Regions from separate parts of the Mus musculus genome. Here region 2 is linked to region 1. A link is a contact called in public promoter capture Hi-C data. All regions are on one chromosome and are shown on one strand. The core of a region is the stretch at or near the end of the contact, and the rest is flanking DNA. Distances in the headings are between cores, read along the strand shown.

Region 1 (2,507 bases), core at 5-2,504:
GGGGAAACTGAGGCAAGTGATCTCTCCAGATGGCTGCGCATCTCAGGAGCTCCCATAACCTCTGGAGACCACCTCTGGTGGACTCCGGAACTAGCCCATCCCCTTGGGTTCTGAGACGCTGCCCTTGTCTTCCTGGGCTTAGAGGGTGCCTCTCCTTCCCTCTAGTCGATCCCATGTCCCAGGATTAGTTGTTGAGAGAGATTGGAGATAGGCAAACTACCACCCAGCTCACAGCGACCACGAGAGAAACCGTACTAGAAGAGTCTCGGATTTCCTTGTCTGGCTGCAGCCCTGACCGGCATCAGGCTGCACATTGGGTAGTAAGGAGTCAATCACTGCTGGTGCTAGAACTCCAAGATAGAGCCAGAACTCTAGGAGCCAGAGTTCGAGAGCCTGGGGAGTCGAGACTAGCCCCGCCTCCATCTTGCGCCTGGGCCGGGCTGGCAGGGTTTGGGCGTGGCCCGCTAGCTGGAGTTGGCCGGGATCAAAGGGCGGAAAGCGGGCCTCCGCCCACACCCACTGAGACAGGAATCTGTGGCCCAGGGGGACAGAATCTTCAGCCACATTCCGGGTGCCCGGGGCCCAGCAAGGCAAGGGTGGGGCGGAGCTGGAGTGCCAAGACTGGCATCACGGAGCGTGGGAAAGACTGCGCTACCAGCACTCAGCTCCAGCTGCCTGGGAGGCAGGCGGTAACTTTTGCCAGATCCAGGCGGTGGCCTTGCCCAATCTGGCTGCCCTGGATGGCATTAGGCAGGAGGGTCAAAGGGGGTCCACACTGCCAATCCAATTCCTGCCTGTTGTACTGGCTCTGGGCTGGTAGGGCCACAGTGGGGAGGGGGCACTGTTAGGTGGGCATTCTACAGTTGCATCAGGCAGCAGGGGTTCTTTATAGGAGTCGATGGAGTTTTGCAAACTCTCCTCCCGCTGAGTAATAGGAACCTGCCTGTAAACAGCAGCCCTGAAGCCCCTGTACTGGCTGAGGATAGACCCCTGGTCCCAGGGTCCAATTATTGCTTCCTCACACCACCATCAACCTCAAGGTCAAGTAACATTCCTGGAGTCATGCAGCAAGCTGGACGCAAGCTAGACACAAGCTGGTTCAGGGTAAACTTGGAAAATTCTGAGGCCCAAGTCTTCCAGCCCTAAGTGTCAGGACCAATGATGTCCCTTTCTCTGGCACGTGTCCTCAGTGGGAGAATGGCATCACAATACTACCTCCCTGAGTCGTCATGATGATGTGAGGTCCCAGCCAACACTCTGCCTCCGGAGCCCTCTCTGGCTCCAAGAACATGGTCTCCCACCTTATCTGTGGAGCTGGGTGCCCCCTGGTGGCCGCAGTGTTGACTTAGGTTTTAGGCTAGCTTTCCCAGCCTATGTCCGCGTGCCAGAGGAGGCCAGCTGGTCTCATCACTGCTCGTCTGGGAGAACGTACTCAGCTTGGACCTTCGGGTGACCATGCTGAAGGAGGTGTGGGTCAGGCTGAGGTGTTTGGTCCTAGACTCCGTTTTCTATGACACAAAACTTGGGAAACCCACAGTGACCTAGCATAGGGGTTCTGGGACTAGACATTTATAGCCATCTATATGGTTTGGGACATGAATACGTGGGTAAGGCTTTGGTGACTAATGCATAAGAGCATGCACCTGTGCCTGTCTGTCTACACTTAGTCTGACACTCTCTTGCTCCCAGAGCCCAGAGCATCATGATAAAGCAACTGAGCAGCTGCTGAGGAGGTTCGGGAGAGGTGGCTCCGTAGGGGCTCCTGTGGTTTGCTCCCAGAAACTGCGACAATGACACATTCATCAGGTATTGTCCCATCGTGACATGGAAATAAAACCTTTTGCATAGATTGGTAGATAGAGGCACAAACCATTTGGTAAAGTGGCTGCAATTCACTGCCCTCTTGGCTTTCTCTAGTGGCTGTTTTGTAGCCCTCACCTGGCATCTTTGGCAGAGATGGATTCCCCTACTCAGTGAGTGAGGGACTCTGAGGAGGTTGGCCTAGAAGAAGGAAAGAGGTTTGTGTGCATCTGGGGTGGGGGTGGGGGGAATCCCATCTCTTCCTGATCTTACCCTCCCTAGCCCAGCAGGCCCAGGGTAGAAGTTGTTGGGACCACAACGAAGCCTCCTGAAACTCCCCTGCAATGTGCTCAGAGGGTCCCTATGAGTCCAGTGGTTTGATAGGCAGAACTGGGTTCCCAGAAGGGAGGGAGTCGGGGCTGGTCCTATGGAGTGGTTAGGGGTAAAGAAGTTAGATTTAGTCTTACTCCACCTGAGTGCTTATGAGGCTCATCTTTCCTAGGGAGGGGACAGACAGAGAGGGGATCAATCGGGAATCTCGCCTCTTCTTGGTCTTGCCCTCTTCTCCCCTTGTCACAGATCTGTGCAAGTCATCAAGTCTCCAGTGTCACGAATAACTGGTTTCTGTGCAAAACTCTATGTTGGGAGGGCTGCATCTGGGTGAGAATGCATTACACCTGGATTTCTGAATCTGCAAATTGAGAACA
Region 2 (2,507 bases), core at 6-2,505, 140 kb before region 1:
CTAAAGGAATTCAAGGGCCAGTGTGAAGTCTCAGGGCAATGCTGTAGAGAGCCAGAATTAAGTGTGGAGATCAGTTCATCTCTCCCTCCCCCCACCCTGCTTTAGGGGCCTGGGAGATGCTCCCACTGAGGCAAAAGCTGACCCTCAGGTCTCAGTCCTCCAGATGCCCCTCAGATCCATCCTTCCTTTCCCAAAGCCACAGACAGACCCAGAGGGCCTTGTGCATTCTAGAAGGGTAAAACCACTATCTAGTGGCCTCTGTACCCCCAACACCACACTCAGAGGCCTGCTGAAAGAACACAGAAAGTTCCCCTTCTCCTTCCTAGCATCTCTCTACTCAGATCCCCCTCCAGGGCACACTGTCCAAGTTCTGTGCCTGGAAGGCTCTTTGGTGATAAGGCCACTTTCCCTGACTCCCCAGAGGGAAGCCTGGAGCGCCCTCAACCTGGTGTCTAGAGTTCCTCTTTTCTCTCACTAGCTGAAGCTCCCGAGTAGGAGCCAAGTCAAGAAATCACAAAAGTTTCAAGCTGGGCACTAGAATGGGAAGCTGTAGTCCACACAGAGATGGGTGGCCACAGTGTCCGCCCAGCGGGTAAATTTTGTCTAACCCTTTCCACGGGGCGAGGAGGAGGTCGCCTACCCAGGGGAGAAAGACCAGGCTTGTGCAACGGCAAAATTAACAGCTCCAAGCAAAGAGTACAACGGTCTCGGGAGCTCTCGTCACAACGCCGGACACAAGGCCGACAGGTGAAGAGAGCGCAGACCTCACCCGCAGGGTAGATGGAGAGGAGACAGCGGCGTGTCCCGGGAGCCTCAGGCCCAGGCCTCTGGGGTGTGACAGTGCCGCTGCACGCCGGAGGAGAGCTGTGGCACTAGCCGAGAGCTCCACCGCCTGAGGTCCGCTGCGCAGCCCGGCCCGGGACGCAGGTGTCAAGGTGCGGGCAGAGCACCGGCCGGGCGAGCCACAGGCCCGCTGCCCCGCCCCGGCCCTCGCCTTGCAGTCACCCGCGCGCGCTCGGGGGCGCGGGGTCCCGGCCCGCAGGCAGGTGCGCGCGGACAAAGCGCAGCACGGGGGCGTACCTGGGCACGCAGCTGGGGCTGGAGCCGTCCACCTCCCAGGTGGCAAACAGGTTCATGGGCACCGGAGTGTTGAGCGCTCCGGGCGCGCCGGGCAGGCCGAGGCGGCCCCGCTCGGCCATGGCGCCGGCCCCGCCGTCCCTCGGCGGCCTGGGGCTGCGCCGGGCCGCGGGAGCGCGGCGGGCGGGCGGGCCGGGCGCGCGGAGGGCGGCGGCGCGGTCACATGGCGCCGGCGGGCGGCGGGAGTCCGGCAGGCCCGCGGGCGGTGTCCAGGCTGCGCCCGCGCCCCGCCCCCTGCCGCACCGCGCCGCCTATTGGTCGACGGGGCAGGGCTCGCGCGGCGCACCCAATCACCGCCCACCGGAAGTGAGGCGCGCGCCCCAGGGCGTCTCCGGCGCCCAGCCGCGGGAGCGAGCGCGCGCGGCGGCGCACAGGCTGTGCCCCTCTCAGGGACTCAGGCGAGCGACGTGATGGCTGCGGGAGTGACCAGGTCTACGAACCCCTCACGCTCCCTGCGGCGGACCGCGGGCCTAGGGACGTGACCATGTATCCCGGTGACTCTCATCCGGTTGCCATCCTGCGTGTCCCCGCACAGGCCCCTAAGGCCTGGCTCTCGCACTCTGTAGGCCCCACCCACCCTTATTCCTTGAGGAGTTTCAGCCACCATCTGTCCTCCCTAGCTGCCCCATCCAGCAACCTCCGCCCATCCAGCCTCCTCCTATATTCAGCAGTGCTTTATTTATTTATTTTTAAGTTTTTCTCAAGAGCATCTCAAATATTTGGTACAGGGTGCATTCTCCCTTGCTCGCAGTGAACTTGGGCCAATAGGAGGGGCGGGTGGCCGATCAGACTGCAGGGCCCAGTAGGCAGGGGATTCCAGGCATGGCCTGGAGAAGGCCGGCTAGGCTCTGGGCCTCAGGAAGAAGCTCTCAGTGGCAGATGTCCCTCCCCCTCTTTTTGGCTGTCTTTGGTCAAAGTCAACAAATTTAGGGAAAAGCTTTTCTGGCATGTCTTGTTTCTTTGTATCCACGGCTTTACACAATTGCCTTTCTCCCGCTAGGTTCCATGTCTTATTATCTTCTAGTAAGCTTATTGAAACAATTCTAACTCAAATCAATCTGACCTGGCTGTCCCTCCTTGCCCTTCAGGTTTACCCAATAGTCCTGTTTTCTGCCTTTCTTCCCAGGAAGGCATTGTGGGGGTGGTCCCTCCTCTGCTATGACACCCCAACCCCTTGCCATCTACATTTGGAGCTCCTCTGCCAGAGGCAGCCTCCTGCTGTAACTCCAGGATGGGAGCTGCAAACAGCTGCAGCTGCTTAAAGCCAGAGTCTGCTTTGAAGAGAACAAGGGGACCTGTGTTTTCCTCATGTTCCTCACTCGCTGGGGTGGTAAAACAAAGTCCAGAGGGTCTGTCAGTCTGTGGCCAGC

Evidence for each region. Promoter capture Hi-C pulls out the DNA fragments that hold promoters and counts their contacts.
Region 2: a promoter capture Hi-C map of embryonic stem cells shows a contact between it and region 1. The contact joins the promoter of Pacs2 here to the promoter of 1700127F24Rik in region 1. A contact is called at or near these places in 3 of 39 promoter capture datasets (cranial neural crest, embryonic stem cells and neural stem cells), 1 of 15 datasets of contacts at CTCF or cohesin (the G1E-ER4 cell line), 28 of 484 Hi-C or Micro-C datasets (B cells, the Ba/F3 cell line, CD4 T cells and 16 more), 20 of 115 datasets of contacts at active chromatin or transcription factors (CD8 T cells, DN3 thymocytes, the HPC-7 cell line and 11 more) and 3 of 9 other capture datasets (adipose tissue, liver and pancreatic islet).

What each region holds. Positions count from the first base shown.
Region 1 is chr12:112,874,573-112,877,079 of GRCm38.p6, reverse strand. It overlaps 1700127F24Rik (a long non-coding RNA gene), which reads left to right and starts at 1,254. Exons shown (of 6, transcript XR_873068.2): 1 at 1,254-1,467; 2 at 1,690-1,806; 3 at 1,918-2,018; 4 at 2,380-2,507.
Region 2 is chr12:113,013,256-113,015,762 of GRCm38.p6, reverse strand. Pacs2 (phosphofurin acidic cluster sorting protein 2) reads right to left here and starts at 1,255. Exons shown (of 24, transcript NM_001081170.1): 1 at 1,081-1,255. The coding sequence starts at 1,199.